Regions from separate parts of the Mus musculus genome. Here region 2 is linked to region 1. Evidence: chromatin contacts called from public Hi-C data. All regions are on one chromosome and are shown on one strand. Each heading gives the region's core, a stretch centred on a gene start, on an enhancer-like site or on the middle of the called end of the contact. The rest is flanking DNA. Distances are from core to core; before and after follow the strand shown. Region 1 has its middle 24 kb from the start of Npl. Region 2 has its middle 6.4 kb from the start of Ier5.

Region 1 (6,040 bases), core at 3,090-5,589:
ACCCTGTTTGCCCACAGAGGGAAATTCTTCAGACAGAATGAAGGGGTTAACGCAACCTCTCCAGGCTCTGTCCTGATGAGTAGGAGCCAAAGCGCGTGCAAGAAATTTAACTGAGAAAGTAGAGGCCCAAAGGCAAAGTCTCCTAGACAGGCATCCTCCCACCCCCGCCCTTCTGAAAAGAGGACTGGAGAAAGAAAGCACAGCTAGCACCAAGTTAACGTTTGTCCAACATTCCCCATACATAGGTTCTTGCTTGATTTCACAGCAGGCTTATTATCGCCATCATTTCCTGGGTGCTGAGGCTATGGCTCATGTGAAGTCAGCACTGTCTTGTAGCTCCCATGCACTGCACTCGGGCAGAAGCACGGAGATCTCAGCACTGGCTTCCTGAATGCAGAAATGGGCCCTTTTAACCACTGATGAAATAACACAGCCCCACAAGGTGAATGATTGCCAATATTTTTTCCCATTCCCTAAAATAGTGTTTTCTATGCTGAAGTAGACAACCATTGATTAAACCCAGCAGCCCTCATTAGTCAGTCTCTTGAGTGAAAAAATAAAGCAGCAGGTTCCTGCCTTTTCCAGGTAAATGCATACTAGGCAAAGGGAGCAGGAAGCAGGAGAAGGGAAATAAGCCTACGCCATCTGGGGTGCAGGTCCAGCTTTCCTGGGCCTGCCCCTGAGACCCCACCATTGCCTGTCTTAGAAGAAGCTGTGGAAGGATAACTTGAGTACTTACTTACTGAGTTACAGTGTTAGGCACCTCTAGGCTATGCAAGGGCATGGCAGGCCTCGAGACTGTGTAATAGAATAGGCAGGTTACTCTAGGTGTCCTGAGTCAGTTCAGTGCTGTGAATCAGTGCGTGCATATCCCAGTTCTGGTATTTGGCTGTGTAAGAGCTCATCTGAGCACTAGACCACACCACCTGCTCTCCATATCTGGATGACATGGAAAAATCAATGTTTTCTAGAACACAAAGAAAACTGTTGCTTAGAGAATTGTTTCAAGGGCTGGAGGGATGGCTCAGTGGTTAAGAGAGCACCCTGCTCTGGCAAAGGACCCAAGTTCTGTTCCCTGTACCCATGTGGGAAAGCTAGCAACTTCTGGTGACTCCAGTTCCAGGTGAACACCAGTTCCATGACATCCAATTCCCCACACCCTCTTCCTGGGCCTAAGTAAGACTACCTTCTTCTGTAGCTATTCATCCCTCCATAGAATGTGAAGGCCACAGAATCCTGTCTCCTTTTTTTTATTAACGTGCTTCCCTCTACAGTCCTGACTCATGTTCTTACTGAGGAGGACGAATGTTCTTACTGAGGAGGATCTTCAGGGCCAATCCTCTTAACCCCACACCCCAACTTTACATCCAGATACCCTTGCTGTTCCCCATGTCAGTGCTGAGGTCTGGGATCTTTCTCAGAACCACACAGATGCACAGAGATTCATCTGCAACTGATACCCAAAACCCTACTGCTGGCTGCTGCAAAGAAAAATCCGGAAGGCTTGAGAGTCATGGTCTTTTCTCACTGTTGCTTTCTGCTGGTGGGTTCTGGGAAACAATAGGAACAACAGCACTCCATCCATCATGTCCCTGCCCTGCCAATACAATTGCAAGTTGACTTTAATTATTATCTACTGATCTGCCCTTTCATGCTTTGATGCTACATGCTATGCCTTCTCAAAGTCAAGTGCTCAAAGAAAGGCTTTCTGGGTCTCACATAAACCTAGGAAGGAAGGAAGGAAGGAAGGAAGGAAGGAAGGAAGGAAGGAAGGAAGGAAGGAAGGAAGGAAGGAAGGAAGGATGTTGTGAATTCTCTTTTCATTGGCAAAGATATCTCAGAGATACTTGAATCTTAAAAATCCATGGACCTTGAAAAAATTTAATTTCTGCTTAACTCTGGGAACGTGAAAGTTGTTGCAAATGCAAGCAAATTGTGAGCCAAGCAAATGTTCCATCTTGCTTCACTGCATTTGTGTTTTCTGATAATATTCACCAGCAATTTCTAAGATGCCTCTTAGCTTACCAGTAAGGCTAGTTGGGTTGTTTGTTTGTTTTTTTCATAATTAATGGTGATATAAATTTATGAGGCTTCTATTATTTTTTTTTTTACTATTTTCATTTCTGCAAGACTAGAAGACTGCCAGCTTTAAAAGCATCCCACGGTGATTTCAGCTTGTAATTGCATGAGGGAATTGCTTAGCAGTGGTGAGCCACTGTCCCCCGGGCCTGATAAAATGAAACCATCCTGGCTACATCATTCGCATTTATTCAGTGCTTAGACAGGTGGCCTCCAGATAGTTTACACATACACTCAGCCAACAGGAAAATGTTAAGCATGCTTTCTGTAAATTACACAGTGGAGACAAAGAGCCCCAAATGTATATAAGAGCTGAGATATACAAGCTTATGCAGTAGCATATCATGGATGCTCCTGGTCCATGAGCAACTTGCCCTACCCTCAACCCCAACCAAGGTTTCAAGATGAAGGTTTCTTCTATCTCAGTCCTCCAAAGTTGGGCCATTTTTAAAAAGGACTTTTTTTATTTACTTCATGTACATTACTACACTGTTGCTATCTTCAGACAATCCAGAAGAGGACATCAGATCTCATTACAGATGGTTGTGAGCCAACACATGGTTTCTGGGAATTGAACTCAGGACCTCTGGAAGAGCAATCAGTGCTCTTAACTGCTGAACCATCTCTCCAGTCCCCCCCCCTTTTTTTTTGTAAGCCAATAAAAGGGAGATGAGAAAAGCTGCCTCTGGCTGGACAGAGCAGCAGCTGAAACTGAGTGTTCTGGAAAGGACAGCTTTTGATAAACAGCTGAATATTATATCTCCATTTATTTATTCTTTTGTACTAGAGTCACTGCTAAAGCCTCTAGAAAGTTCTGAAAGTTAGGGAATGGTCTTCTTTTCTCCCTCGCCCCCCACCCCTGCCCCCAGGAAGGGATAAATGGATTGAGACATGGTCTCATGTAACCTAGACTGGCTTTGCTCTCACTAGTAGCCAAAATAGACAAAAACAAATTTTCTTTTTATATTAAATTTTTTGTTTATTTTTATTTTATATATGTAGCTGTTTTCTCTGCATTGTGTCTGTGCACCACTTATATGCAATACCCCAGCAGGCAGAAGAGGGTGTTAGATCCTCTGGAACTGGAGGAACAACTTACTGGTTGTAAGCCACCACATGGGTACTGGGAACCTAACCCAGGTTCGATGCAAGAGCAAGTGCTCTTAAGAGCTGAGCCTTCTCTTCTGCCCACAAACCAATGTCTTATGCGTGCACATATGTGTGTATGTATGTACTTAATACACATGTTTTGGGAGGGATATAGGTATGTACATATACTATATACATAATATGTGCGTGTTCTGCAGGGGTTATGTGTATGCGCATGTGTGTTGGGTGTGAGACCAGGGAAGGATACCAGTATCTTCCTCCATTTCTCTCTGCTTTATCCCCTTGAGACAGAGTTTCTCCTTCCAGCTTTATGTGGGTCCTAGAGATTGACTCGGATCATCCGGCTTACAGGGTCAGAGGCAAAACTTACAGCTACCCAGAACCAAAATTGAGTTTTTGGATAGAAAAAAAATACACACACACACATATGTCATCTTTGTGTTCAGAATGTGCAAAGGATTAACCCATCCATAACTTAGTGCTGATTCAATGTCATTTCTCTAACAACATGACCTCTGAGGTGACATATGCTTCCAGGGGCAGTATGCAAGGAAAAGGGGCAGGCATGGTGCCAAAGGGACCTCTCTGCAAGCATTACACTTGCCACAGGCTTCAGTAGCACAAGGCTGAGAAATGGTGCTCTGCCCCTGCTTCATGCTGATTCCACTGCTGTTTGCCATTAGCAGTCCTACCTATGCCTCCTAAGGACTTCTTAGGGAGTGATCAGACACAGCAGCCGGAGCACAGATCTTAAATGAAGACTGTCCAGGATGGAACTCAGAGTCTGTGAGCTAGGGTAGTTTCTTTGCTCCTCTGTTTTCTTGCCTGGTGATTCCATCATTCGTGTATCGTATAGAGTTGTGGTAAGGATTCCACTGTGACTATTCAAAGATGCTTAGCACAGTGCCTGCCATTCAGTAAGCTCCCTGTTAAATATGAATCGTGTCACCACCACCTTTATTACAATGAGCACTTGGAAAATGCTCATGAGTGAATTAATAACCCTCTGGTTCCTCAAACACAGAAAGGAAGTCAAGAAATGTAGAATTACTACATGTTTCTCCATTAGGTGGTATTCTTGGTTGAATTCTGCCATTGTTCACTTTTGCTACTGAAATTCTTTGCATACATTTCCATGTAGTCATAAGCACTATATCATTGGGTGGCCCAGCTATAACAGTGGCAAGAACCTCAATTAAAATCAGGAATGCATTGTGTGGTTGTGTCAAATAACCATCTTCTGGAAAAACTACTTTCTTTGGAAACCCATCCTAGAACGTTGACCTCAAAGAACTTTCAATTAAATGAATACCAGGAATCCTGATTAATCAGAAGATTCATAGTTTTTCTTCTGGGGATGTATTTAAAGTAGCCCTCAGCCAACAATTCAGCAGGAAGACTGGTTGGATGGTAGCCATTTGGAAACACTGCAGTTATAAGAACTTGAGTTGATTCATCACTTTCCAAATATTCACTTAAAACAAAAACTTCTGGGATGGGGAGGAAATAGCTTGTATGACCAATGCCTTCACACTGTCTTCCCACTGAAACTCAAACACCACAGCATGGATTTCCTCACATCTTAGAGCCTTTGCCTGCCTTGTTGCCTCAGCCTGGAATGCTCTCCGTTGCTCCCAGCCTTACGTAATCCCTGCAGGTCAGACTTAAAAAGTGCAGAGGTTAGTGGTTAGGTCTGATGCTCAGATGTTTCCCAGGCTGAGTGACGCTGGGCTTGTTGTTTAGGTTCTCCATGACGTGGGTGCCTATAGTGATGATGGCTCTATCAATGTTACAGAGTCTTGGGAAAATTAAAAGCATTGTTATAGGGAGACGATGTAGATTGGGACAGTTCCTGACACGTAGCAATCACCATAGAACTGTCCTCTGTGTCCTTGAACTCCTCTGCTTGGAACCACATCCCTCCCCCTGCATGCTTGCAGCATCTCTCTACATGTGTGCAGTGCGTGTCTGCGTTGTTGCTATGTGAGGAGATAGCAAAGACGCTCATCTTACCTGGTCCTCGGGGCATCAATCGATCCATCAATATGCCGAGTATACAACAAAGACTTGATTATCATCAGAATGAGTTTAAAAACTACCCAAGCTTTTCAAGTTTCCCCATGAAATGTTTTCTCTTCCTTGAGGGAGGAGCGGGATGATTACTGGCTGTCTCAGCTTCGGAAGCGAGACGCAGTGAGGCTTTGAGCTAGCTCAGAAGCGGCACCAGCATCACTAAAATCAGAAAGCATGACTTATTTGGAGATGTGGATATAAGTCAGTTGGTAATAATGCCTGACCACGATCTACAAGGTTCGATCCCATGTGAAGCCAGGAATGATGGTGCCTATCATTCCAGCACTTTGTAAGTAGAAACAGAAGTTCAAGGTCATCTTCTGCTACACAGTAAATTTGAGGCCAGATCAAAGGTACATAAAATCTTATCTTCAAAAAATAAAAATAAAAAAGGAAGGAAGGAAAGAAAGAAGGAGTGAGTGAAGGAGGGGCGGGCTAAGGAAGTGGTATTAGTTAGTAAGGTGATTTCTGTACAATCATGAAGACCTGGGTTCAGATCTCCAGCATCCACATAAAAAGCTGAGTTCAGTGACATGCCTGTAATTCCAACACTGGGAAGACAGAGACTCCCCGGACTCACAGGCTGAGCGTAGCTGACATGGGAGCTCCATCTGCTGTGAGGCACCTGTCTGGAAAAACTAAGTGGAGAATTATGGAGGAAGACACCCAACATCATCCTCTGGCCTTCACATGTGTGCACACACATGAGCACACACCCATGAGAAGACAAACATGACACACACAGATCAGATTCATGCACATACCCATTAGAACACAA
Region 2 (5,448 bases), core at 1,025-3,524, 1.5 Mb before region 1:
CTGCCTTAGTCCTGACTCTTTGCTCTGAGGACTTCATGTTGCTTCAACTCTGCTTCTTCGTTGTTGTGGTTGTTTTCAAGTGTAAAATTAGGATAGCTGTACTTACCTCATCGAGTTGTGAAAATTACTGAGTTAATGGTCTTAGAAAGTACTTCCTAAGGGCAGCAAGGTACCGCCTGCAGGTAGTCCCCAGCATTCCGGAAGGTGAAGCAGGAGGTTCCCCAGTTTGAAGCCAAACCTGCCTACATACAGACCTTTTCTCAGGCCCCAAACAAGTACCTCAACTGTTATTGTTGCTATAGAAGTGAGGTGTGTGTGTGTAAATCAGATGCTGTGGCAAAAAGAATTGTGTGCATTTGTAGGGAAGAAGAAGGAGGTTTCTATTTTTAAACAATCCTGTCAGCAAATATGAGTTTTTAAGTCTCTGTTTCTCTGGACACACTTGCAGGCATGAAGCTCTGCTCTACCAGTAGAGTTGGTCGCCGTGTCTATCTCACACCAACCCTGTGGCTTTCTTGGATGGTATCTGCTCTATATTCAGGGAAGAGTAAACAGGAGTGAAAACTCATAAAAGGACAAAGTTCTTGTTCACACACAAGTGCTTTCAGTGACGAGTAAAGGAAAACAGACAAAGAACACCATAGAGCCATGCTTGGCTCTAAGTGCTTGGCCTAGAATGTTTCTAAAGCCATGCTTGTCAATAGGTCTGGACATCTTGAGGCACAAGTAGGCTTATTGTAACTGAGTAAGATATAGTATGACTAAAGACAGTGTCTAACCTTTCCGGAGCAGGACCACATTGGGAGCGTCTCCATTCTCTTCATTAAATTAACCATTCTAGCATTAGAAACTGAATTCAGCACCCCCACCCCAACATGTTAGATGGTCATTCTACCACTGAGCCGGACCCCCAAGCCGAAAACTTCTGACAGCGATGCAAAAGCTAGATGCTTAAAGACATCTTTGGCTTTTAATCCCAGTATTCAAGAGGCAGAGACAGGCAGATCTCTGAGAGTCTGAGGCCAGTCTGATTGATATACCTAGCAAGTTTTAGGGCAACCAGAGCTACATAAAGTAGAGTCTCATTAAATCAATCAATCAATCAATCAATCAACCAATCAATCCCATGACCAGAGAGTGAAGGTGATAGAATTCAGTTTAGCACTTTCCAGCCATGCCACTTTGAGAAACCATCCTTTGGGGGTGGGGTGTGGGAGGGCATTAATGATGGGACACTTGAAGTGCTGTTCCAATGCCTTGGTTCTCTCTGTGACTTCTAACTGCTTTCCCTGCCTTTAATTGATGATAGATTCGATTTTAGGATCGGGGACTTGGGGATTGGGTCTTTTAACTTCTTTGGTGGAACACTCAGAATAAAAGATGTTAGTACTGGGAATGAAGTTAATGACAGATCTGCCCCCATGGCATCCTTGGGTTAACCTGGATCTCTCCAGCTTCCTTGGTGTGCCGATGTGGCTCAGAGCCAGAGTGCTATGGTCTAAAGCCTCACACTGTGGCATGGAGTTTGACAGGATTTTTTTTCCTTTATAGTCATTATTTTATTTTATTTTTTTAGTAGAGTTAGTTCACTGAATATCCAAAGGACTTCTGGTCTTTTGCCCTAAATATTTTATTCTTGTCCTGTTTGTGAAATTTTCATTCTCCTAGACTCCCTTTTATCCCAGCAGTTCCTAAAAGAAGATGAGATGAAAAGAAATGCTGATCCAACCTTCCGCGACTATGAAAGGAGCCTTCACTGTGAGGTGCGGTGCTGCAGTGGGGAGTGAGGTTGGCTTCGCAGCATTCCTGGCACTCTGTCCAGTAATGAGCACTTCGTCTCTCAGCCTTTGAACTGTTGTTCAAATTAAAAGTTCTACCCTGTGGAAAGGTTTGGGAGGAAGAACAGCAGAAGTAGAGTTGACGCTAGGAATCTCTTCCATCTTAGCTCATGCCCTTGGACTTTCTCAGTAACATTTCTTAAGGGTACAATAGAGAAAGTACAGTGTAAGGAAAGCGTAGTGTAAAATATACATGCCTCGTGGAATGCCTCCTTCCCGACCCTGTGTTTCCCCGTGTGTGCCACCCCCTCCCCCAGTGGGAATGGCATTTTTAAAAATAAAAAAAGCCTCTCTAGCAATTTCTCTGTCCCAGAGGGATATAGAACCCAAGTCATCTTTGCTGGACTGCGTCCTGGGGTTTGTCTCAGGCCTTTGGAATCCTACAGGCAGAGAAGGGGAAGCCTCTAGGGACTGCATTCCTGAAAGGGCCTCTCTCCCCCTCTTTAGCTCCACAGCCATCTCCACTACTGGATGGCTGCCTACTTAGAGACAGCGGTGAACGGTACTGGCTGTCGGCTGGCTTGTGGAAGCTGAAGGAAGAACAAGTGGCCTTCACTAGCACCTACCACTGAGCCATCCCCAGCAGGTGACTAAGGTGCAGGCTCTGTCTGGGATGCTTGTGGGTAAGCCTAGACTAAGCATTTTCTCTATGTTTTGAGACTTAGCTGCCAAGGCCTGTGTCATAAGCCACACCTCTAACTTAGAGGAGGAAGGCAAGAATCCCTTTTCCCTTCCTGACTCCTTTAACCAAGTTTAACCTGGCTCCAGCTCTGCTTTCTTCCTATCAGCTGGACCTCTGCCAGGCTTCCAAGCCTCTAAGGCTAGGCTTCTTTCAGGGTTTTTGAGTACACAGGAGTATGCTGAAAGTCCTGTTCCACCTGCTTAGTCTTCTTCCCTCCCCACACACCTCTCTCAGCCCCCTGCCTTACCAAGGCACCAGCTGGGGGGTTGGGGTGGGGGGGTGGGGGAGCTTGTTTGTTCTGAGGTAACAGGGAAAGCAAAAGCAAGAGCAAACCAAACCAAACCATTCTCTTGTACTCTGCAAACCAGTGTTCCTTGGACTCCAAACTAAGGTAGAAGATGCCTCAGGCTTCTCTTCATTTAAATCTCTTCTTGCATCCTAGATAACCATCCACCAGGGCTTCTCCTGGTTGCTACTAACTGCCAGTAGGGTCTTGACCTTCACAGCACAGATGGTTGCAACTGTGCTATGGGTGGCTCTCCTCCTTTTGTCTATCTGGTCTTTCTAAGACATTGCGCTCTCCTGTGATGGTCCTCACCTACTGTTTGAGAAAGAGTCTGACTGCTCAGGGAAGGAGAGCCCACGATTAGGAAATATGACAACCTACTAAGAAGAGTGAAGATTAATATTTCCTGACCATGAAACTTGTAAAGTCTCCCCAAACTCTAGACACTGGAGATCAAGCCACAGCTGTGTTGGCTGCAAGTTGTCATCCTCTCTCTGTGCCTCACCGGATCCCTCAGTCCCTGCATAATAGCAAGGGTGGGTAGGGGAGTCTACTCTCTGGAAACAGGAGCAGCAGCTGAAAGCCAGCTTGGCTGGTGGCCAGATGCTGGAAAGGAGAGGCAAAGCCAGGGAGCCCACACGTGGACTCGACAGCCTCTCCCCCAGCCTCTCCCCCCAGTGTCTCCCCCAACCTCTCCCCCAGCCCTCCCCCAGCCTCTCCCCCAGCCCTCCCTCAGCCCCTCCCCCAGCCTTTGCTGGGACTGCACGTGCTGCTTTATAGCACAGATAATGAATCTCAGAACCACTTGGATGGGGAAATCCAAAATGCCTCTTTGCCTTGTCTCCCCCTCTGATCAATAGAGGCCTTTTTACAGGGAGAGTGGCTAGGATTGGGAGAGGGGAGCCGTTATTTACATCAGTACCAGAGTCCTGCCAGCGGGAAGTGAGCTGGAGGCCTGTGGACCCAGGGTTGTGGGGAGTGGGCAGTCACGTGAGGAACGGCCACTGAGTCAAGCTCTCTGCATGAGGTCTGCTGGCGGCCAAGGGAATTTAGGGCAAGCACACCCCGCCCACCTTCTTCTCCCTGGCTTTTCTTCAGCTCTACCTCTCCTTTTCTTCAGACAGTTTCCAAGTTTTATTTTTGGTTTGGAAAAGGGTGAAAATTCCTTGACATCTGCACTCAGCCGTTCCCTTCCCCCACAACGTGACCTACTTTAGAGACTAGAGTGACTTTTATTTTTACGGCCATGGGAGAAATTACTAAAAGCAAAGAAGCTGGAGCTGAGGGACTTGGGACGGGGACTGGGAGGAGGTTATTGTCCTACAATTTCTGTGGTTGTCCTCTAAGTTCCGTCTCCAGACTCTTTTAAGGGGTGCTCGCTTTGTGGCACGGTGAGAACAGCTGTAAAGATGTGGCGTGTGGGCAAGTTTGGTGTGGGCGATTCTGGTGTGGGCTGGCCCAGCTGTCTGCTTCACAGCCTTCCCTCATCTCAGCATCAGGCATCTGGCTTCCCAGTGCAGAGCCTGCTGCTCTTGGGATTCCTCAATGAGAGAAGAGAGAGTTGCATCTGAGGCTGGACAGAATAAATGAGGTCACAAGCAGAGTGTTCATCTTGAGTAGTATGGTGATGACTCAAAAGAAGTACTCAAAGTCACCTTCACCGGCTGCCACGAGACCCTTCTGAGGACAAGATGAGGAACCAGAAACTGAAGAATGTGACTCAATTCAGGAAGTAGCTCATTTCTCTTGGTTTCTATTTATGGTGTGTGTGTTTGCTTTATAGTTGTGATTAAAAAGTAAACTGTCAAGAAAAATACACTTATGAAGGCACACACCTTTAATCTCAGCACTTGGGAGGCCGAGACAGGCAGATCTCTGAGCTCGAGGCCAGCCTGGTCTACAGAGCAAGTTCCAGGACAGCCATAGTTACACAGGGAAACCCTGTCTTTAAAAAACCAAAAACTAACCAACCAACCAAAACTAAACAAAACAAATTAAAGTGGATATTAAGCAAAAGACACAGAAATAAAAACAAAAACAGAAAAAAAAAAAACAAAAAGCTATTTCTACCACCCTCACAATCAGATGTGAGTTCCTCAGCTTTAGGTTACTGGAGGCCTAGCTCCCCCTTGCCATTCCTCCCTTCACAGACTGCCTCCGGCCATATGGAATGATTTACAATTTGAAAAACATTTCTTCAGGCTTCTGGACCTTTCTATGTCTTCCCAAGGGGGCTGTGGTCAAGTTTAGAGATGCTCCTCCTAGCTATGGGAGTAAAGTATCTCACTCATGTTGCCAGCACACAGACTAGATTGGAATACTAGAGAGATCAGCTAGCATGGCCCCTGTTCAAGGGTAGCTCACAAGGCTGGGAAGTGTTACATGTTTTAAAGAAAAAGAAACTCCAGGAAAAAGGAAGAGCCAAAAGCTAAGATCTGGGGTGGAGGGAGCCTAGAAGCGGGCTGCGGCCAGAAGAGGCACCATCAAAGGGAACAGGGAGGAGAGCCATGGTACTTACTGCCAAAGGAGGTGACAACAGAAAAGACCATGGAAAACAAGGACAGAGAGAATTTCACCGAGCCAAAGCCCGTCGTGGGTGAAATGGAACAGGTGCTGGTAGAAGATGCGAGAGAGACGTGAGG

What was found. A called contact is a pair of places that touch in the nucleus more often than the background predicts.
Region 2: a contact with region 1 is called in a Hi-C map of adipose-derived mesenchymal stem cells, with 2.8 times the contacts expected there. The contact joins two enhancer-like sites. A contact is called at or near these places in 1 of 484 Hi-C or Micro-C datasets (adipose-derived mesenchymal stem cells), 1 of 115 datasets of contacts at active chromatin or transcription factors (large pre-B cells) and 1 of 9 other capture datasets (embryonic stem cells).

What each region holds. Positions count from the first base shown.
Region 1 is chr1:153,571,155-153,577,194 of GRCm38.p6, reverse strand. No RefSeq gene overlaps it. Among named protein-coding and RNA genes, the nearest start is that of Npl, 24 kb to the right of the region's middle. Within about 2 kb of position 4,339, at least 42 of the 459 cell types and tissues checked have an H3K27ac peak or open chromatin away from gene starts, as enhancers often do. A contact at or near this core is called in adipose-derived mesenchymal stem cells, where this site is marked.
Region 2 is chr1:155,090,522-155,095,969 of GRCm38.p6, reverse strand. No RefSeq gene overlaps it. Among named protein-coding and RNA genes, the nearest start is that of Ier5, 6.4 kb to the left of the region's middle. Within about 2 kb of position 2,274, at least 163 of the 459 cell types and tissues checked have an H3K27ac peak or open chromatin away from gene starts, as enhancers often do. A contact at or near this core is called in adipose-derived mesenchymal stem cells, where this site is marked.